Regions from separate parts of the Mus musculus genome. Here all the other regions are linked to region 4. Evidence: chromatin contacts called from public Hi-C, HiChIP or PLAC-seq and promoter capture Hi-C data. All regions are on one chromosome and are shown on one strand. The core of a region is the stretch at or near the end of the contact, and the rest is flanking DNA. Distances in the headings are between cores, read along the strand shown.

What was found. Promoter capture Hi-C pulls out the DNA fragments that hold promoters and counts their contacts. Hi-C and Micro-C count contacts between places; a contact is called where the count stands out from the background. HiChIP or PLAC-seq counts read pairs in DNA pulled down with a chosen protein or histone mark.
Region 1: an H3K27ac HiChIP or PLAC-seq map of extraembryonic endoderm stem cells shows a contact between it and region 4. The contact joins the enhancer-like site here to the promoter of Nek1 in region 4. A contact is called at or near these places in 1 of 39 promoter capture datasets (embryonic stem cells), 6 of 115 datasets of contacts at active chromatin or transcription factors (astrocytes, bone marrow-derived dendritic cells, embryonic stem cells and 3 more) and 2 of 9 other capture datasets (adipose tissue and liver).
Region 2: a contact with region 4 is called in a Hi-C map of uterus, with 3 times the contacts expected there. The contact joins the enhancer-like site here to the promoter of Nek1 in region 4. A contact is called at or near these places in 2 of 39 promoter capture datasets (liver and neural stem cells), 1 of 484 Hi-C or Micro-C datasets (uterus) and 4 of 115 datasets of contacts at active chromatin or transcription factors (astrocytes, embryonic stem cells and trophoblast stem cells).
Region 3: a contact with region 4 is called in a promoter capture Hi-C map of pre-B cells. The contact joins the enhancer-like site here to the promoter of Nek1 in region 4. A contact is called at or near these places in 8 of 39 promoter capture datasets (cranial neural crest, embryonic stem cells, frontonasal cranial neural crest and 5 more), 1 of 484 Hi-C or Micro-C datasets (embryonic stem cells), 14 of 115 datasets of contacts at active chromatin or transcription factors (astrocytes, bone marrow-derived macrophages, craniofacial prominence and 7 more) and 2 of 9 other capture datasets (embryonic stem cells and macrophages).

Annotation. Positions count from the first base shown.
Region 1 is chr8:61,570,630-61,575,907 of GRCm38.p6, reverse strand. The region is part of intron 10 of Palld (palladin, cytoskeletal associated protein); the gene reads left to right. Among named protein-coding and RNA genes, the nearest start is that of Gm35254, 47 kb to the left of the region's middle. Within about 2 kb of position 2,522, at least 60 of the 459 cell types and tissues checked have an H3K27ac peak or open chromatin away from gene starts, as enhancers often do. A contact at or near this core is called in adipose tissue, astrocytes, extraembryonic endoderm stem cells and 2 more, where this site is marked.
Region 2 is chr8:61,700,174-61,705,497 of GRCm38.p6, reverse strand. It overlaps Palld (palladin, cytoskeletal associated protein), which reads left to right. Exons shown (of 22, transcript NM_001293772.2): 7 at 2,255-2,396; 8 at 3,305-3,328. Among named protein-coding and RNA genes, the nearest start is that of Gm51576, 17 kb to the right of the region's middle. Within about 2 kb of position 4,022, at least 10 of the 459 cell types and tissues checked have an H3K27ac peak or open chromatin away from gene starts, as enhancers often do. A contact at or near this core is called in uterus, where this site is marked.
Region 3 is chr8:61,534,140-61,539,602 of GRCm38.p6, reverse strand. It overlaps Palld (palladin, cytoskeletal associated protein), which reads left to right. Exons shown (of 22, transcript NM_001293772.2): 12 at 780-915; 13 at 3,819-3,917; 14 at 4,695-4,745. Among named protein-coding and RNA genes, the nearest start is that of Cbr4, 49 kb to the right of the region's middle. Within about 2 kb of position 1,347, at least 8 of the 459 cell types and tissues checked have an H3K27ac peak or open chromatin away from gene starts, as enhancers often do.
Region 4 is chr8:60,989,991-60,994,882 of GRCm38.p6, reverse strand. It overlaps Nek1 (NIMA (never in mitosis gene a)-related expressed kinase 1), which reads right to left and starts at 1,690. Exons shown (of 33, transcript NM_175089.4): 1 at 1,120-1,690.

The DNA of each region.
Region 1 (5,278 bases), core at 1,273-3,772, 580 kb before region 4:
TAAGTAAGCCTGGCTGGCCTGGAACTTGCTGTGTAGACCATTCTGGCCTAGAAGTCCCAGAGATCCACCTGCCTCGGCTCCCTGAGTGCTAGAATTTAGGAGTAAGCCACCACATCGAGCTCGGGTTATTACTCGCATTGCTACACCAGTTTCTCGGGATCTCCAAGCTAGAATTTAGCCTGAAGATTCCTTTTACTTGCAAAGAAATGGAGTCTAGAGAAGCAAGAGACTGTAAAGCAAATCCTTGGGGTTGGGTTGGGGGACCAAAAACCCGATAGATTCTCCCCACACAGTCTCTAAGCTCATTTTTGTGCCAGGAGCCAGCTACTCTGACTGGTATTAGGGCCTGTGCTTGAGGGCTCTGAACTGTGGGTAAGCTGTGGGGAGCAACACATTGATCTGGGTTGTCAACAGCTAGAAACTAGAGCTACTGTCAAGAGCTATTAGGCACAGACTTGCAACCTGGCCAAAAAAAAAAAAAAAAAAAATGGCCCACAAGTTTAGGCATAGATCAGCTTTCCAACAGCCTTTGGAAACCACGGATGCAAAACTAATTTGAGGAAAATGAGAGGACACTCAGCATGTGAAGGGAGGAAACGTCAAAAGCAGGAAGTCAGGGTGTGACTGGTCATGACCTCAAGTCATGCTAGCTGGAATTCTGCACCTAAGCATTGCTAGAATTTAGACCTTGAATCTGGAATGTACTTTGACGCTATGCCTTAAATAGTAGTAAGGAAAGGCTTGGACTAGCAAGACATATTTCATACCAAAGAATTATTAAATGGAAGCCTTTTGCAAGTGAGGAGCAGACTCGGCTTTCTGGGTGGACTTGTCTTCCTATCCCACCAGGATCAAAAAGTACCTAGAGCTCTTATTTCAGAAAGAAATCGACAATTCAAGACATACATGGTCTGGGCCACCTTTTATAATTAGTGTGTAAGTTCAAGCAGACACAAATGAGCATAGCTCAAAAGGCGCGTGAAGAGCACTAAGTGTTGTTAATGGAGCTGGGAAGAAGTTATTTGGCAAGTTTTCCTGGAGGGTGTGAGAATTTTTAGTGACTCCCGTTCTTACCAAGAGGGTACCTCCCATCTGAATATAAATGAGCCCTGTTCCACTGGGACATTCCTGAACACAGTGACATTCCAACTGGGCGCAACAGTTGACTTTTGTCTGAGCTTTCCTTGGCAAGTGATAACATCAGAGGAAGAGATAAGACTGCCCCTTGGAGAACTGAGCTGTAACTGGGCTCCAGACTGCCACATGCCCATTGTGTACCTGACAGCTTTCAGATTCAAGCCTGGGTCCCGTGCTTGGGGTGTTTGCGGTGTTTGCAGTGTTTGCGATCGGCTTCTCAAAGATGCCGGATCAGACTCTCTTCATCATTTCAACTCGAGCTGCAGAAGGTCCTCTGTAGTATGCTCTGGATGACTTAGTTAGGGAATAAAAAGTGGGGGAGAGTAAATATTTTGACATGTGGCAATTTTCAGGGTGTGTATTTTCTGTGTATGTATGTAAATGCTGGTGCAGGTACACAGGTACACAGAGGACAGGGGTTGTGATTGTCTTTTGCTTCTTCCTCTATCACTTTCTACCATATTTTTTGAGAGAGGCTCTCTCACTGAATCTTGAGATTACTAATTGACTAGACCAACTGGCCAGTGAGTCCCCTGGACCCGCCTGTCTCCCTCTTCCAGTGCACCATGCTACTCCCAGCTTTTTTTGTTTTTGTTTTTGTTTTTGTTTTTGTTTTTGTTTTTGTCTGGGTTCTAGGTGTTCCAAATGAAGTCCTAATGCTTATACAGCAAGCACTATACCCAGGGAGCCATCACCCCAGCCCTGGTCCTCCCTCATTCTTGCAGAGTACCAAGAAACAAAGGATTTGATGACAAACAGGCAAAGCAGTGTCTGACTCTAAAGCCAGGAGACATATTTTGCCTGGTTCCTGAGAGTTAAACCATCCATCCGCCAGACCCTGAGTGGGGTGAGCTTGTCTTCCACTTCAGTGAGGGAAGCCTGACTTCTGTAGCCCAGCTCCTGAAAGTAGGGAACCAACTTTCTCTCTCCGTTCTTACTGCCCAAGACAAGCTAAGCCAGGAAGAACCCAGTTCTTTGTCTCTCAAGTGGGTTAATAGTATGTCTGAGCCTACCCTCCTCAAACTGCTTTCAAAGTTCCTCTAAAGATGGCAATTCTTCACATTCCCAGCATAGTTGGAAAGCTTGGAAAACCCCAGGCCGGTGCTGGGAAAGCCCATCCCCTTTTGAGGCATACAATTGCTTACACTGTGACTTCTCATCTTAGTCTGAGTCTGTCTTCTGGGTCTGACTGGGGAGCAGCAGAATGATGTGGGAAATCGCAGGTACTTCTGACTCCCACTTAATAGGAAGGGTCCTCAGACCCTGTGTACCTAACGCTGAGTCAATGAATCTGGCCCATGTGTCACTGAAGCACAGAGAGGCCGTTGTCAGCCAGATTACATCCGATGCGTCACATCCTACCGTGCCCCACTCTGCCTGTGTCTCTGTGGACTCTCTCTTCCTTTCCTGGCTATCTGAAACCTGCCCATTGTACCTGTATTTGTTTAGGGACTGTGAACCCATAGTCTGACTTTTATTTTCTCTGTCTTCAGAAGCAATCAATCTCTCTCTCCAATAAATCAGAAGTGACCTACATATGTAAAATGAATGAAAGAGGCAAAAATAAAGTCAGTTGGTAGGTTGGGGTGCCAGTTCAGTCTCTTGTGAGTTCATTTTCTTGCTCCCCTACACATTTGTTTTTGTTGGAAAACCCACCCCAGCACTTTAATGCATAACTTATCAGAGCCCCTTGAAGTTAGAGCCTCAGAAACCCCTCTTACCCTCATCTGACAAGCACGCAGTTAACATCAGTAACAACTAACAAGTAGCTGTCATCCAGCAAACAAAATCATGCTGAGCCAGCCTGGCACTTCAGTTCTCTTGGAAGTGTGCTAAGGCTTCCTAGAAAATGAGGCGACAGCTCGATGTTAGGGACAAAGAAGGAGAGGGCTCTAAAACACAAGGTCCACGGAAGCCCAGCTTTCTCACACAAGCATGTAACTTTGCTGACACTGGACTGGCTTCCTAAGTATGAGGTGCAGGAAGACTAGTGAAACAGAAAGGACACAGCACCCTTCTCCCCGGCCATCTGGTCTGTACAAATGGTGCATAGTTTGGTTGCAGAGATGACGCTGTGAATGGTGGCTAGGTTCTTTAGCACTGAACCTAGACCAAGTATGTAGTAAAAGCTCCATCCATATCCTAGGTTGACTGAAGAGGGGTGGGCAAGAGGGACGAATGCAAATCAGCAGTGAGGAGGGAGCTAGCTCCAAAGCTCCTAGTATTTGTGAGTGTTCATACTTGTTCTTTGACCTTGAAGTTTGAGTTATTTAGCAATACTTCCTAAACTTTGCCTTGAGCCATGATGATCGATTTAGTCTGTTTGGAGGGCTTTTAGGTAGTTGAATTAAGTGCCTGTCACCTGACCTACTTAAGTTTTGGAGGTAGTAGTGAGTGGAAAGCCTATGCACTGAGCTCATCAGATGGTGGGCTCTGTGCAGGAAGTATCTTTCCTCTTGCCTCGGTTGTTTTGGTTATAGTCATTGTTCACGATTAAGCTTTGCAGAAAAATGTGAAGTGAGTCAACTCTGAGGGTCCATAAATTGGTTTTCAGAAATTTGGGTGTCTAGGGAGACCAGAAGGGATCACTTAGGCAGGTAAAGAGAGAAGTCATTCCCAGGTGAACAACCAGAAGAGAAGTGCTGTGGAAACTTTTGAGAGGATCTCATGCTATATTTTTTCTTTCTGCTGGAAAGAGTTGTCAATATTTTTCATGAATGAATACAAATTCACCTCCTTTTCCCCCATAGATCTCTTAGCCTTAAAAAAAAAACCCTCATATAAGTTATTTTTATTGGAGTAGTCTAAGAAGAGCTACACTCAAGTACATTCAATGTGTAGACCTGACCCTAGATTATCTCTAGAATACCCTTGTTCACATACATTTCTAGTATTAATGCCACTTCTTTCATCTCATTTTACTGAAGATAGAGGAAGCCCTGAAGGGTCTATAAGCATGGGATTATCGCAGACAGATAAAGGTGTATATACGGAGTGTTTGGGAGGCAGATACATGGAATATGTCCAGGAACTCCGAGGGCAGGCCATGAAGTGAGGTTTAAACTGACAGCTGCAGAATGAATGGTAGGTAGACCAAGCCGTTAAGATGGGAGAATCAAATATCAAAGAGTACCATTGAAGCTATGAGGAAAACTTAGGAATGAGAAGAGGCCATACCCAGGTACCACTTTAACTTTTGGGCCAAGTTAAAGAATTTAGACCAAAGTGTGGACACTTTGCCCCTTCCTAGAATTGGAAACAATCACCCATGGAAGGAGTTACAGAGACAAAGTTTGGAGCTGAGATGAAAGGATGGACCATCTAGAGACTGCCATATCCAGGGATCCATCCCATAATTAGCCTCCAAACGATGACACCATTGCATACACTAGCAAGCGTTTGCTGAAAGGACCCTGATATAGCTGTCTCTTGTGAGACTAGGCCAGGGCCTAGCAAACACAAAAGTGGATGTTCACAGTCAGCTATTGGATGGATCACAGGGCCCCCAATGGAGGAGCTAGAGAAAGTATCCAAGGAGCTAAAGAGATCTGCAACCCTGTAGGTACAACAACATTATGAACTAACCAGTACCCCGGAGCTCTTGACTCTAGCTGCATATGTATCAAAAGATGGCCTAGTAGGCCATCACTGGAAAGAGAGGCCCATTGGACACGCAAACTTTATATGCCCCAGTACAGGGGAATGCCAGGGCCAAAAAGTGGGAGTGGGTGGGTAGGGGAGTGGGGGGGATGGTATGGGGGATTTTTGGGATGGCATTGGAAATGTAATTGAGGAAAATACGTAACAAAAAAATATTTAAAAAAAAAAAAAGAATTTAGAACTTATCCTAGAAGCTCAAAAACGCTCTCATAGACCAGGAAATCAAGGAGTCATGTGATCAGATGTGGGTTTTGAGACTCTGTGATGCTTGAAGAATGCAGTGTGGGAGGTGTGTAGGAGAGAGGAAATCAGTGTTTGCCATCTAGAAGAAGGGGCAAGAATCAGCAGGTGAGCTGTGGTATACTGACAGGACCAGGGTAGAGCAATGAGGAAGAGAAGATATCACCAGCTGCTGATAAGTATAGTCTCTGTGCCAAATCCTGGTCCCCTGTAATCTCTGGAGCAGCTGGACTGCGCAGCT
Region 2 (5,324 bases), core at 2,773-5,272, 710 kb before region 4:
TGTGTGTGTTTGTGTGTGTGTCGTTGTGTGTTTGTGTCTTTGTGTGTATGTGTCTTTGTGTGTGTGTCGTTGTGTGTTTGTGTCTTTGTATGTATGTGTCTTTGTGTGTGTCTTTGTGTGTGTGTCTTTGTGTCTGTGTGTCTTTGTGTCCGTGTCTTTGTGTACACATGTGCATGCCTCTCACTACAGTAGAAGGCAAGCTGGAACTGAAGTCTAGGAGCAAGCATACATTTCTGTTGCCCTTTATCGGTAGGCATCTGTGCTTTTGCTATTTCTCTTGCTTTTAAACACAAAGGGAAAAAGCCACATGGTTTTAGGAATAAATCTAATCTCCTTTGATGCCTAAAAGCTTAAACATGAAAAATATTTGGGTGTCATTTGTTATATACCAGAACTAGCTTCCTGGAGATATTTCATAGGTTGGCTCATAGAAAGCTGGACCGCACACTGTGCTCTGAAACACTAAATTAACTCATCTCTGGCTACATTCATGAACTACAAAACATTTACTTAAAAGTCAGAGATTTTCTAGGGCTAGCATCATGTCCCATCTGATAAAGGCACTTTTTTTTTAACCAAGCCTGAGTTTATTCCCTAGGACCCACATGGTAGAAGGAGAGAACCAACTCCCTTGAGTTATGCTCTGGCATGTGTATACCCCAGTCCCACACACAGTGAATAAACAAATATAGTAAAACATGAAAAGAGATTCAAAGCCCAGCGACTTGTTGCACTTTAAAACACAAATGGAAAAAAGAATGCAATCATTAGTTGATTTTTTTTTAAGAATAAGTCTCAGGTAGCCCAGGATAGCCTCACATCCTCAATATAGCTGAGGATCACTTTAAGGTTGTGATCATCCAGCATCTACTTCTGTCTGTGCTGAAAATTTTTAAATGAGATTTCAAGCGTAGTAAGTAAGCGCTCTTCCATCGACTCTACAGCTCCAACCCCAGTAGCTGATAACCTTAAACTTTTCATTTACACACACACACACACACACACACACACACACACACACACACACATTCTCCTTACTGTCCAAATCCAGACATCATTCTTCTACTTTAATAATTGATAGGAAAATACTATAGGCTTTTAGACTATGCACAGTGCTTTAGCACACACCCTACGCAAGGAACATTTGCTAAATCACATACTACTTTTACTTTTTCCCGTTTGCTGTAAGATTTGTGACTCACTGTTACTCCCCCAGACCCTTAAAACACAAAACAAAACAAAACAAAACTGCCCAAAGTCCACACACTTCCTGTTGAAGTCTGTCCATTAGCTTGTTTATAGGTAAGGGTTTTTTTGGTTTTGTTTTTGTTTTTTTAAATCGTACTTAATTATTTCAAAGGACTGACACACCTTATAGGGTATGTAAATCTAGGAAGCCTAAGTCTGGTCAAATTATTAAAGAGTCTGAATGAGTGAATAGCTCCTATCACTAGTTAATCTCAACGGGGGAAGGTAGGGAGAGGACATATGTAAGGAAATTGTTAGCATTCTGGCATTTAATAACAAGTACAAAAACTTCACCCCTTTGCATCCATAAAGTTAAATTAACTTATCTTCTGCATCATAAAAATGTATTAGCCTGCAGTTGGAGTTGGGTAAAGACAAGTTAGTAAGAGAGGCGGAAGCCAAGGTCAATAAGGAAAAAGTGCAGCCCTGCAGCCCTGCAGCCCTGCAGCGGGTTGTATTATTCAACTCAGAATCTTGAAATGAAAAAATGCCAAATCTCTTAGCTTCGTGAACCTGATGTAGGAAGCTGGTAAGGCAGGGGTGACAGGGAGCACGTGAAAGGGTGGGAGCCTGCCAAAACAAATGAGTCTTTTCTCCTAATCTGGCTTCCCTGAGTATCTGTAGTCATTTGGAATATAATTGTTTGGAAGCCTTGCATTCCGCCAGCTTGCTTCTAAATGTAGATAAAGGAAAGCGGCAGCTGTTACCATCAAATCCCACAAACAAGAAAGGGGCCGTACAAATCTGTAAACAGCCCCAAAGGTGCCACAGGCCTTATGGTAAACCTGTCTGATCTCATGACCCAGAGATTGTGAAAAGCTGGTGACCAATGGATTTAAAGGAATTCACCCCTGCCTGAGACTGCAGCGATTCTTTTCTGATAACCCCTTTGTGGATGTTTTGTTCCTCTGGGGTTTTGTCTAAGGTTTGGCATCTTTCTTCCCTATTGTGAGGTGATTTAAGGAGGCGTGAAGTCTGAGAGGGTCACTTGCTTCTTGAATTTCAGGAACTACAGAACACAGCAGCCTCCGAGGGCCAGGTGGTGGTGCTGGAATGCAGAGTCCGAGGGGCACCCCCGCTGCAGGTCCAGTGGTTCCGGCAAGGAAGTGAGATCCAAGACTCTCCGGACTTCAGAATTCTCCAGAAAAGTAAGGAGAGGTGTCCGTTGTCCCAAGTTTTGGTTGGGTTTTCTCTGATTTCAAGAGAACTAAAAAGGACTTACATGAGCTGTTTTGTATTCTCAATGTGGAATGAGACTAGATAGTCCAAAATGCGCAGGGAATAAATGAATGTAACGCAACACCTCTCTGTCCCCTCCCCTTCCTCACATCTCCTTGTAAATGTGAGATCAAAAGACCTTCTGTGGTTGCTCCTCTACAGATCAAACGCCAATGTGTGTGCCATCTCCCTAGTTCAGCCTTCTGTACAGATTCTTGGTAACAATAGTGTGGTCATGTGGTGCTAGGAAGCTTCTCAGCTGAAATGCCTAAGTAAAATACTGATTTCTTTCAGCCATGCCCTCAAACTTCTCCTGCATTGTTTGTTAAATGGTAGGACTCTCCCTGCATTAAAAGGGCCAGAGTACATGTTCTTTTTGGTTCAAGATATTCATAGGGTTAGCCCTTAATGCTGAAATTTGCCCCACAACCTCTTCCAAAATGCTACTTGTGAAATACACAAAAGAATTGGTCTACCTCATTTTTATGGAAGAATAAAACAAACCAACCAACAAACCACAGGCACTCCTTTGAAGTGGATGAGATCCGTAGGCCTTTTCTTTAGAATGAAAAAGTCCCACCTACTCACATCGTTGGACAAATCATTTTAAGAGGTTCCCAAGTTGTCAGGAACTGCACTGGGTCACACTTCCCAGTGCACAGTGTTTCTGTACGCATGGAAATAAAAGCTGAGTGGCTGCTGCCTTCCTATACAGAGGTGGTCCGTGACATTTCTGCACATGTAGCCTAAGCAAAGCAGCGGGAGCAAAGGGGTTAGTTGTCGCTGAGGCCCTGTTCTAATGCTATCCCCCCTTCTTTTCCCTTTCTCACATAAACAGAACCCAGATCGACAGCTGAACCCGGTAAGAGTTTTCTGCTATTGGGGGGTAATGTATCTTTTGGTTTTCAGGGAGTCTTTGTCTCTATTCGAAAGCCACACACCACACTAAATGATGTATTTGCAGTTCCTCAGAAACACAAAACCATCTTGAAAACAATGTCTTCTTTATCACAGGGTCTGTGCACTGCAACCTTCCTCGTCTTTATTAGTAAACCATGCTGCTCAGACAAGCGCATTGGGCTTGGCGACAGACGGCTTTTTCAAATACAGTGTTTTATTCTCAGACTCGTGATCCAAAAGGAAAACTTTCTGACGATCCAGTAGAACAGAGAAATTTGCGGCAGGCTAGGCTTTTGCTGACCAAAACACACTGTAAGACTCCATGGCTCTTTGGTTGGTCACCCAGTCTTTGAGAGCACCTAATCCTGTAGAGACTTGATACTCCAGGGTGGGGGGGACACTTGAGGGGGCACCCTCTCAGAGGTGAAAGAGAGGGAGAAGGGAGATGGAAGAACTCTTTGAGGGGGGAAACTAGGAGGGGGTAGCATTTGGGATATAAATAAATAAAATAACTGATTTTTTTTTTTAAAGAAGACAGCATAGCTTAGAATGTGCCTGACTGAGGGCTTTAGTGGAATGACAGAGTGAGCCTTGAGGCATTGCTGTCTACTGCTGAAGCCATAAACTTTTACTGTTCCATAAGCTTGAAGAAAGTCAGCGTGTCCTGGGAGCTCTCTTCATTACCAGGTCATCTGACCTCACCCAAGTGCTCTGTTATCCAAGAGTGTGGGGGCTGACTTCTCCTCTGCCTTTGACCTCTTGTATATTTATGAGTCCCCACGGACCAAAAAAACTGTGTGTCCAGGTATCTCATAGTGTGCACCCCCACCCCACCCCCAAGATTGTTTTCTTTTGTATTTTTCCCATCAGCAAAGACACAGTCCACTATTTCTTCACAGAGGTTAGAAAAACATGTCGTTTTCCTGTTTCTGCTGTTCTGCTGTTCATGCTTCTGCTGCGGCGGCAAGCGGATCCTGCCAAACGTGCCTTGGGAGCTATGGCCCTGCCCTGACCCTTGCCTGAGAATTTTAAGGTTCCCAGTTAGCTATAACAGGGCATGATACTGTCCTGCCCCTGAGCCTGTCACATCTGAGTATCAGGTCGTTAAGAGCAGAGTGTTCTTCATTTAGAACTGGAAGTTGAAAGGTTGATTCTTAACATCCTTCGGGAAGGACTGGAATTGACCTAGTGGTTCTGAGTTACAACTAGAGCATGCCACCCCATTCAGTGTGGGGGCTACCACTTCAAAAACTGCTGTCACTTTCCACGATGTGGAAAGAGACCGCTTTGTGTTTTACTTGTGATATGTCTTTGTGTAAACTTGCTAGGTCCCCAGTGTATGGAACGTCTGTGTGTCACACAATGCATATAAAAAGTAAAGGCCAGCATGGTGACTGTCACTCATTGATGGGCTGGGCAGGGCAGAAAAAGATGGATTCCTAAACTCCACTGCTCAATTAGCCCAGCCAAGTCCATGAGATTTGGTGAGAGAGTCTGTTTCAAAAAAACCTAAGGGTAGCAGGAGTAGGTAAGGATGCAAGGGCTAAAAGCACTCGGTGTCCTTGCTGAAGACACTGGTTTGGCTCACATAGCAGCTCATAGCCATTTGTAACTTCTGTTCCAGTAGTTACAGTGCCCTCTGCTGGCCTCCACAGTCATTTCACACACATGGTGCACTTAGGTGCAAGCCAAACCCTGATACATGTAAAATGAAGGTAAATAATTTTAAAAATAAATAAATAAATAAATAAATAAATAAATAAATAATCAAATAATAGTAATCAAGGAAAGATATCCAATGTCAACCTCTACTTTCTACAGACATGCACATGCCCATACTAACAAACACACAGATCACACAGATGCATACACACACACACATATACATACACACACACACACACACACACACACACACACACACACCAAAAAGGAAAAGAAAACAGTCAGGTTATTCT
Region 3 (5,463 bases), core at 98-2,597, 550 kb before region 4:
TTTCACCATTTTTAGACAAAGTATTGCATGGCCCGAGCTGGCTTTGAACTTGCTATGTAGCCAACAATGACTTTGAACTCCTACCTTCCTGACCTCCAACCTCCTAGTGCTGGGATAGCGGCAATTACAGAACACCCAGTCTTTTCCCTCTGCTGAGTATAGAACTCAGGTTTTTATGCATGCTAGGCAAGCACTCTACCGACTAGGCTACATCCCTAGATTCTGACCCCCAGATATACCTGGCAAATGATGCTACTCCTGTATTGCTTATAATGAGGCTTATAGCCTTGTCATTGGATACATTGAATTATGAAGGACCAGAAAATTTTTAAAATCATAAGAGAAATTTGTCCTTTTTAAGTCCTCTCAACATTCACACGTTGCATTCATCTTTATATATTTTTATGTGTATTTTTAAGCAACTTTAAGAAGCTTGCCCAAGATCAAGGCTGAGTCTGTTTAAGCCTCATAGGAAGACACATCAGATTTTCATTTCATGTTGCTACTCCCTAGGATTGAAACACAGGTAGTTTCTGTCTGTGGCATTTACCTAGCCACTGAATATGCTCCCCTATGGGTGTCCGAACCTTCCTCAAGACCAGGTTCCAGTTAGTGTTTCCTGAACTCCTGAAAGCACCTTCTCTTCATATGAGTAGTTGTAGATGCTTTAAAAGGATACACTATGAAGGCCATCTATCTATGCTTCGTTGAACTTGAAGGCTGACTTGGACTTGTGTGTATGCCCAGCAGTTAACTATACTTATGCCTTTGTTGTGCAGGGGGTTCCCAAAGAAGTCCAGTAGAACTGCTAGAATTGCCTCTGATGAGGAGATTCAAGGCACAAAGGATGCTGTCATCCAAGACCTGGAACGGAAGCTTCGCTTCAAGGAGGACCTTCTGAACAATGGCCAACCGGTACTGATGGATCAGGGGCTTAACTGGTACTGATGGAACAGGGGCTAGCCAAACGGTACTAATGGAACAGGAGTTTAACCAGTACTGATGGAATAGGGGCTTAACCAGTACTAATAGAACAGGGCCTTAGACTTGGAACCCCAGCCCCGCCAGCCAGATCTCCTCTGGTTCACTCAGGCTCACGTTCATAAGACTTGTCCATGAGGCTCTGTCATTATCTCTGAATTCCAGTATCCCTCTTAGTGAGTAGGAGAGACACGGAAGTACTGATGGCAGCAACTAGGGCTGACACCACAACATGATATACAGTGCTATAAAGGACCCACAGAGAGTCCATCTTAGCTAGGTGGCTCCCTGGGAGGAAATAGGAAGGTACTCTGGGATAGCTGGTACCCAGAAGCAGTGAAATGGAATGAAAGGCTTCCACCCAGGATAACCTGGGCTAGAAAACCCACTGCTACGGCTGAGTCCTGTTCTCCTTGACTGAGTAGACGCTGCTCCCACACCTTGCAGTAATGTCTGTCCCACTGTCTTGCTCCAAGTTTTACAGCAATACTACCACACTTGACAACAGAAACTACTTCTGCCTTAAGGCCGTAGGCTTTGACTGTGACCATCGATCTGATGGGAAACAGATGGTTCATCCCTACTTAAATTTTCCATAGCTGAGTTTGTTTGCTTGCTTAATCTTTTTGTATCATCTCAGAGGTTTTAAAGGGCTGGGAAAGGCCAGCAAATTAGGTATCCTAAACATAGGAGATGAGTCTTTTCTGGCTGTATCATGAAATACCAGAAAAATAAGCTTGCTTAAAATCATCTCAGATGCCGTTTCAGAACAGAAATTGCTCTAGGTTTGTGGGATTTTTTTCATGGTGATACTAGTGATTAAGGGCCCTTAATCTTAAGGCGGATGAAGCTTCTAGCAAGCTTTGTGGTGCTTGTTTCACTGGGTCCTGGGGCTCTGCAAAAGAGGGAAGTATGTGACCTCCACCTCTAACCAGTGATTGCACGCACGCTGGAAGCGTTCCCTGGTTCTGTCAACAAAAGCTGTTGGAAGATTAAAACAGATGCTTAGGGGGACTGTTTTTAGCCAGGTGAGGGCATCTCTCCAACTCCTCCCCAACACAAACCATTTTTTTATTTAAGTATTCCTTATGGATGAGGACTCTCTTGGATTAAAAGTAAAACCTGTATAAGGTACAACTCATATATGTATATATTATCTATCTGTTTAGCAATACGTAAACATTCATAGTAACTTCATTTGATAGTTTAGATCAAGAAAACTGAATTTCCTTTTTTTTTTTAAAAAGGGAATCTCGAATGAGTTGTTCATACCATCCCATAATATTCTGTTACTTATTTTGGCTTCTGTAGACAAGAGCTTGTATTTCCATATATCACAATGACATCAAATCCAAACTGGGAAGTGAGATTGGCTTCTGGGGGAAGCTAGGGCATCTTGGTGAAGGAATAGGTATGCAGTCGCTATTTCTGCCTATGCAGAACCGGTCTTCCACTGATGGTGATAAAATTCTCCACCAGAACGTAAGGAAGACTTTGTCAGAGAACAATGATAAAAGCAATAAGAGCCCATTTGAAAACTGAACTCCCTCATCTTAATAGACTTGATAAAATCACTTTGCATAGTTGTACTGGACCAAATCACTCCCTGAAGCATTGGGACACCCTCTTCTTGTCCCCTGCCATTCCTTTAGCAAATGAAATAATTTCAACCTTAGGGCTATTTGGCATTTGATCTGTTTCACTTCCCAGTTTCGGCTGGGACGAGAACCAGCAATTACTGGAAACTGTAAGTTCATCCAACATATTTTTCTGATTAGGGAATGTTGAACAGTGTTTGTGTTGACATTCAGAAGTTTTGAAGGGTCATATGAAATAATGCTTGTACTTTTATATTTTACGGATTCTACCCTCCTAATTATTCCTTATTTCTAACTGATCCCTTGTTGGAAAAGGCCCCTAAAGAGATTTGTGAACTCTCAAAGTTCCTCCAGATCCATAATTCTAGGGCACATAGGACCAACAGTCGAGTGCAAGAATTATATTAGCAGACAACAAAGCTGCTGCCATGTTCCACATAGGACTGGTCTGGCAGAATCACCGGCCAACTGCTAGAGGCAGCAACTGTGTGCTCTTCCTTCCAGTGGGCAAGCTGTGCACATCCTAACTGAGGATGCCGGATGCTGGCTTGGCACAGACTTGTCCTTCCTTACCTCAGCCGTGTGTAGTCATTCTGTGTGGATTGTGTTTGCTTCACGTTGCTTACACTGCAACCGAGGCAGTGCGCTCACGTTGATGGAGCATATCCTGTGTGTCATGTGTGGTGGTAACTGACTGGCAGGATTGTTTCTGCCCACAGCACCTGCTTTTCCTCTCAGGGCTCCTTTTGCTGCCCTTTTAAGTAGCTTTCTTTCTGTCACTGGCTGGGGCCGGCATGGATGGTCGGAAGCCTGTGACAGCCCATGAAAGAACATCTCCTTTAAGCCTTCTTCTGCTGTCTTGAGATCATCTTTTTCTTCTGTTTTGTTTTGGTTTCGATGTTTTGGGGTTTTTTTCTAAAGATAAGGAGGACACAGCTATCCTATGTGGCCTTAGCCTTGTCACTGATCATTCATATGGATCTGTGCCATATTGGGTGGTAGCTGCCAGGATCAGTTATCTCATCTCCCAATATTGGATTTAGATTACACGGAGCAGAAGCAGAGGAGAAAACAAAGCCAGGGAAAGCAACAGACTCTTTCGGATGCAGCTATGAAGCTGAAAGGAGACTAGTCACAGAAAAATGTCCAACCCTATTTTATATTTTTATTCCCTTTCCATAAGCAATGTGTGATTGTGATTCCCCCTAAGTGTGTATTTCTGTGACTTACTCTGTGCAGAGGCTAACCTATGAGGAAAGAATGGCTCGCCGCCTGCTTGGAGCCGACAGCGCAAACGTCTTCAACATCCAGGAGCCAGAGGAAACGGCAGCCAATCAGGTACGGCATTGCTCCTAACTTCCTGAGAAATAATCATGGCTCCGCCCACCTTCCCCGCCTCTGTTCTTGGGATCCATTGTGAGGCAAGTAGCAGGCAAGTCATAGAAAAGCAAGATTGCTGCTGTCCTGTCAACCTCGTAGGTTTTACTCACTGGATACATGCTGACATTGCTGAGTGATTGATTAGTCGACCCTCTCAGTGAACTAATTGACATTATTGATACTGATCTGGTATCGATTGCTGTGTTTTCCTTTCCGGTATCTTTGTGTTTTTCCAACTGTCCTATGCTCTAATGAAAAATGGTTTGCATGGAAAACCCTTTCACCCTTCCTCTTTGAAGTAAGCGAATCGGTGCGCCCTTAATGTTCTCAAAGTCAGTCAAAACTAGAAAGGGGAGCCTCTGCCCTCTTTCACATAGGTGATCATAAATCACTAACTGACAGGGATCCAAGGGGCTATCTTACAACCCCGCAGCTACCAAGAAAGGACATGTGTGGAGCTACTCTGTAGTTCCATTTCTCCCAATTGGAGTTGGAAGATAGAGGTCTCACAAGAAAACCAAATGAACAGAAGAGGCCCCAACAAAGCTTTAAAGCAAGCCTAATGATTCATGGGAAGTCTTCGCCCTTCTCCTGACCTTGAGAACAGGCCTCCTTCAGTCTGGAAATGTCACTGTGCTCAGGCAACATTTGCCACCACACACATTCCTTCAAAGGAACCTTGAAACCCTGCTGCATATTCCAGATGGTCTCATGTCTTGTTTTCTGCCATTACAGGACGCTGGGGCTCCTCGGGCTTCTGTAGGGGGTCCTCTGGATGGTCAAAAGGTTAAACTCTACCCTTCCTCTGTCCAGTCTCCCACTGTACTGACCTTCTGTGCTTCCTTTTGTGTCTGTGTGTCTGTTTCTACTGCTGTATGGTAATTATATATACTGTGGCTGGCATCAATATTTCATGTGGTATCAGATGAACTTATTTCTTCTCATTTATCTGCAAACTTGACTTGAGTTCTAGCTTAGGTAAATACACTAAACCGAAAGGCATGAGAAGGATTTCATGCATTAGACACCCTTCTGGGAGCGGGGTGATCCATTTGACAGTGATGAAATTAAAGGAAACAGCTTGTAGTGTATACGATTTCATAATTTTATTCAGACCGTTGTATTCCTTACCTCAAACCAGTAAACTATTTTCAGGTACAGTAACTTTTTAAAGAAAAAAAAAAGCATAATTAAAATAGTCTCTGAAGCAAGCAGGGCAGTGCACACCTGCAATCCCAGCATTCACAAAGCTGAAGTGGCAATATGGCTAAACTGAAGGTCAGACTAGGCTACATAGCAAGACCCTGTCTCAAAACAGAACAGCACAAACATCTCCTACTTACTGTGACCCTGGGAATATGCCTGGGAATATCTTGTGCTCATGATAATTTGCAGGCAGGAAGCTTCAGGCTCCGCCCTAAACACTGACATGTAATGTTAGAGCCTTGCTGTTGCTTCTGTGTGTGAGTGAAATGTGCTAGCAATCTTGCTTTTGCTTAAGAGA
Region 4 (4,892 bases), core at 441-2,940:
AAACAATAGAGACAACCTGAATTGTAGAAAACGGTCAATGTGTTTTCCAAGAAAGGAAAATTCTCTATTTTTTTCATTATGAGGAATCTCTAGAAAAAAAATAAAGAATTGCTAATATTTTTTAAGTATGTGTTTTCTTCTTGGTAAATATATTTAGACAATACCCAAGGAGTTTATAGTAGAAACTATCAACAAGCAAAAAGAAACTTCCTCTGTTGAAAAGCTATCATGTCCACGATTCTAGAAGGGTAAAACCTACTTGGAATACAGTGCCAATGCATTAGTAACACGACCTCAAAAGAACTGTGGTTAAGTCCCACAGCCTTCATCAGATTTCTGACAGACTTTCTTTTTCAGTGTAAAAACCAGTTTCCCCACAAAATCTGTTACTCTGGTTTCACCAGAACAAGAGGCCATTTTAAATGTAGACCTCTAGATCCTAGAAACTAGAAACAAAGAACTGCTTCTTTTTCCATCTGGCTGCTGCCCATCACCTCCACTTACTGCAGCATAAGCAAAGCCCATCACCGTGAAAGCTCAGATGGACTAGGGCTTTTAAGCCTTCACAAACATTTCCGATGTGATTTATGTAGGCAGTAAAAATATTTCTGCTTCTAGGGAGATCTTACAGGGAAGAATAAAACATTGGGCAGGGTATATAACTCAGTGGCAGATCACCTGCCTAGCAAAAATGAGTTCCTGTCATCCAATCCCCAAGACCCCTTCCCAAAGTTACACTGAATTATTAAAGTGGCAAAACTTTTAATACTTTACACGTGGAAATTGTGTCAAACCATGGAAAGCTTTAGGGTAACCAGTTAACTGCTATTTTTCTCATTAAAATATACAGGCATCTAATCTAATCTATTTAAGTGACTTATCATCTACTTAGATTAGTTTATCGTCTCTTAAGAGAGCGTTATCTTTTTAGAATACCAAAGAATTGCCTTGAGCCATACACAAGTCCTCCCCATTAACAACTTAAGGAGAAGGTGCTTTAGGCGCAAACACTTAAGGCGAGTATCCATGCACTCCACAGATCTATACAGGTCTCCTCACTCCCGGTGAGTTCACCATTCTGCTTGTCTGCCTGTCACTGCTTTCCCACGCGCAACTCACCTCAATGACACGGGACCTGAGTCAGAATAACAGTGGCGACCATAAGCACCGGTCTAGTGGCGGCAGTGTCTTCCTATAGGACTTAAGGCAGAAGCACCACGATGCATTTTGGAAATGACATGCTGTAAGAGAAAGCAAGTCTGTCTACCCAGCAGCCGCTCACAGCCCAGGCTGCGACTCCTACACCGGGCACCGGTCTCTGGCTGACGCGTCAGACTTGCCACCGTCGGGTCAGGCACAGTACTCCGCGACCCGCCCTGGCTACGCGGACGAAACAAACACAGCGGTTCCTGACCCCTTGGAAACGGCGGCTGCACAGGGGGAGTTGCTGGGTACCGCCCCCAACTTCACAGGTCGAGGTGGCTTGGCCAGGCGCGGACCCGCAGCGTGTGGGACTGGGAGGCTACCTGTCGCCCAAGTCCTCCCGCCTCGTCACAGTGACTATGGATTCCGGGGTGAGGGCAACTGCACAGGCTCAAGGTAAGGACGCTGCACGTTGCCGCCCTGAAACCATAGAGCTACTGCTGAGGAGAGGGGAACGGCCCTCGCGTCACTGTCGCTGGCGTGTGACGTCAGCGCGCAGGAGCCGACTTGTGGCGCTGCAGGGGAGGAGCCGGGATCTGCGGGGGGCGGGGCCAGGCGAAGCGAACGGACTGTACGTGCGGGGCGGGGCTGGACTAAGAGTGATGGGGCGGGGCTCCGGGGAAGGGCGGGGTTACGGAATAGGAAAGCTAGTGGGACCCGGCTCTCAGCCAGCAGCTGAGCTAGCGGGGAGCGTGAAGGACCAGAGGCCGGCCTAGAGGAGAGAGAGGCTAGGGAGAGGGTGCAGTGAGTGGGGGGCCTGTGGTAGGTAAAAGCTAAAAAGGGCGGTTTGGGAGCGGAGCGTAGCAAGCCGGGGATGGGTAGGGCAGAATCGGGGACGGGGGAATGGGGCGGGGCATCGTCAAGGGGCGGGGCCATTGGAATATGTTTGGGCCAAAAGAGCTAGGAAGTACTGGGACTAGAGAAAGGACTGGGCAAGTGCATTGGTGCAAGCACCGGGGACTGGGGGCGGGGAGGTGGAGACTGGAGCAACTTCAAGAGTTAAAAACTCCAAGCACCAAAGGGAGAGCGTGAGGTACTCCAAGCTCAAAGGAGCATGTGAAAGACGGGTGTCGGTAGAATAAAGTAAAACCGGAAAGAATTAGGCTGAGTGAAGGCGGGAATTTCGCTCAGGAATCTGACTCAGACTGAAGAGAGCATATTAACAACTTTTTCCCACACGGTACACAGATAAGGTACTTTTAATTTGAGCGCTCATTACTTAACTGAGGATGCCAAATATTTACAAGTAATTTTTCTTTAAGTACAATGCCCTTTAAAAAGTTATTTTAAGGGATGGCTCAAACAGCTCATCTCTGAAGACAGAAGACCAGGGTTCTGGGACGCAAACCTTGGTCTGGTTAACTCACCTGTAACAACTTCAGGAGCATCTTCTGCAAGCACCGGGACCTGAACTTATGCACATATCCACAGTTACTTCGTGAACTTAAACGAAGCAGTTTTATCTTTAATTTTTAGAATACAAAGTTACATTACAGTGTCCTACACCTTTATGTTTACTGTATATACACTTTATACTGAAGGGACTGACGATGTACAGTAGACTAAAAATCATTCGATGCAGGAATTGAAACAGTTGAGAACAAGCCTGGTGTCATCCCGAGTAGCTCTACTCAGTGAGCTAGAGGATGGCACTCTAGAAGTCCATACTTGAGGCAGGAAGAGGATAGTGTCTTTGTATACAGCCATAGTTGCTGTCCACATTGTTCCATTCGTGTGAATGGAACACTACCGAGGCTGCATAGACCTTGCCTAAGATCTGTAGACAGTTGATTTCTCTTTTCCATCCTTTCCCCATCCCACACACCCAAATCGACTTTTCTAGGTTCAGGAGCTTATAATTCTTTCCAGCTTGGAAATGGACAGATTAAGGGCTTCTTTGCCAGATGGTGACACTGCAAGTTACCTAAGCTAGTACATTAAACAAATGTTGAGAGTCAGCTCTTGTTTGTTTGGTTTTTGTTTGTTTGTTTCTCTGTATAGTCCTGGCTGTCCTGGAAATCACTTTGTAGACCAGGCTGGCCTCGAACTCAGAAATCCGCCTGCGTCTGCCTCCAGAGTGCTGGGATTAAAGGCGTGCGCCACCACGCCCATCGTGATTCAGCTCTTCAATCTCCAGGAAACTACAAGAGACTTATTTCCCATATGTTTTTAATTCTAATCTTTAGCTCCATCCAACTCCACCTGGCAGGAATTTTTCTATGTACAACTCTAGTTCTGCCCACATAACCCTATCCAGCAAAGTGAGGGGGCATCACTGCGACCTGCTAATCTAAGCAAATACTTTTTTGCTGCTTGCGTAAAGAATGGCTACGCACTGATAAGTGGATATTAACCCAGAAACTTAGTATAGCGAGATATAAGGTACAATATGTAAAACATATGAAACTGAAGAAGAACAAAGACCAAAGTGTGGACACTTTGCTCATTCTTAGAATTGGAAACAATCACCCATGGAAGGAGTTACAGAGACAAAGTTTGGAGCTGAGACAAAAGGATGGTCCATCTAGAGACTGCGATATCCAGGGATCCATCCCATAATTAGCCTCCAAGCGATGACACCATTGCGTACACTAGCAAGCTTTTGTTGCAAGGACGGTGATATAGCTGTCCCTTGTGAGACTAGGCCGGGGCCTAGCAAACACAGAAGTGGATGCTCACAGTCAACTATTGGATGGATCACAGGGCCCCCAATGGAGGAGCTAGAGAAAGTATCCAAGGAGCTAAAGAGATCTGCAATCCTATCGGAGGAACAACATTATGAACTAACCAGTACCCCAGAGCTCTTGACTCTAGCTGCATATGTATCAAAAGATGACCTAGTCGGCCATCACTGGAAAGAGAGGCCCATTGGTCAGGCAAACGTTATATGCCCCAGTACAGGGGAATGCCAGGGCCAAAAAATGGGAATGGGTGGGTAGGGGAGTCGGGGGGGGGGGGGCTTTTGGGATAGCATTGGAAATGTAATTGAAGAAAATACGTAATAAAAAAAAGGAAAAAAAGAAGAATGGCTACTCAGTTATATCTGAAGATAATGCTTTAGGCAGTGGTCCAGCTATTGATGGGAATATAAATTGCTAGTCTTTCTAAAAGCATGTTGTCAATGTGTACACTCTTTGACTGTAGAATTTTACATCTTGAAAAATGGAGCCAAAGAGGAACATATGAAATGTACGTTTATTGTTTATAACCAGATAACTTAGAACCAATGTAATTGTCTACAAAAAACTGTTTAGATCACAATATATTTAAACAATGAAATACTCAAAAGCTAAACAGGATCTTTTTTTACTGACTGTTATTTCAACTGTTATGCTGACGTAGTTTGAGGAAAAGAAGAGACTAGAAAGGGAAATCACCAGGTTTATACGTCCCTGTACTATTTAATGTTTGATTTTTACAACACAAATATTTTTTAGTCTTAAGTATGCTAGTGGAATCTTCTTTTTAAAGAAAGTAGTTTTGGTCCTTGGAACAATCTAGTAGTCTTTAGAATACAAAAATATTTTGGGGCTGGAGAAATGGCTCAGCGGTTAAGAGCACTGACTACTCTTACAGAGGTCCTGAATTCAATTCCTAGCAACCCCATTGTGGCTCACAAGCATCTGTATGTGATCCAATCCACTCTTCTGGTGTGTCTGAAGACAGATACAGTGTACTTATAAAAATAA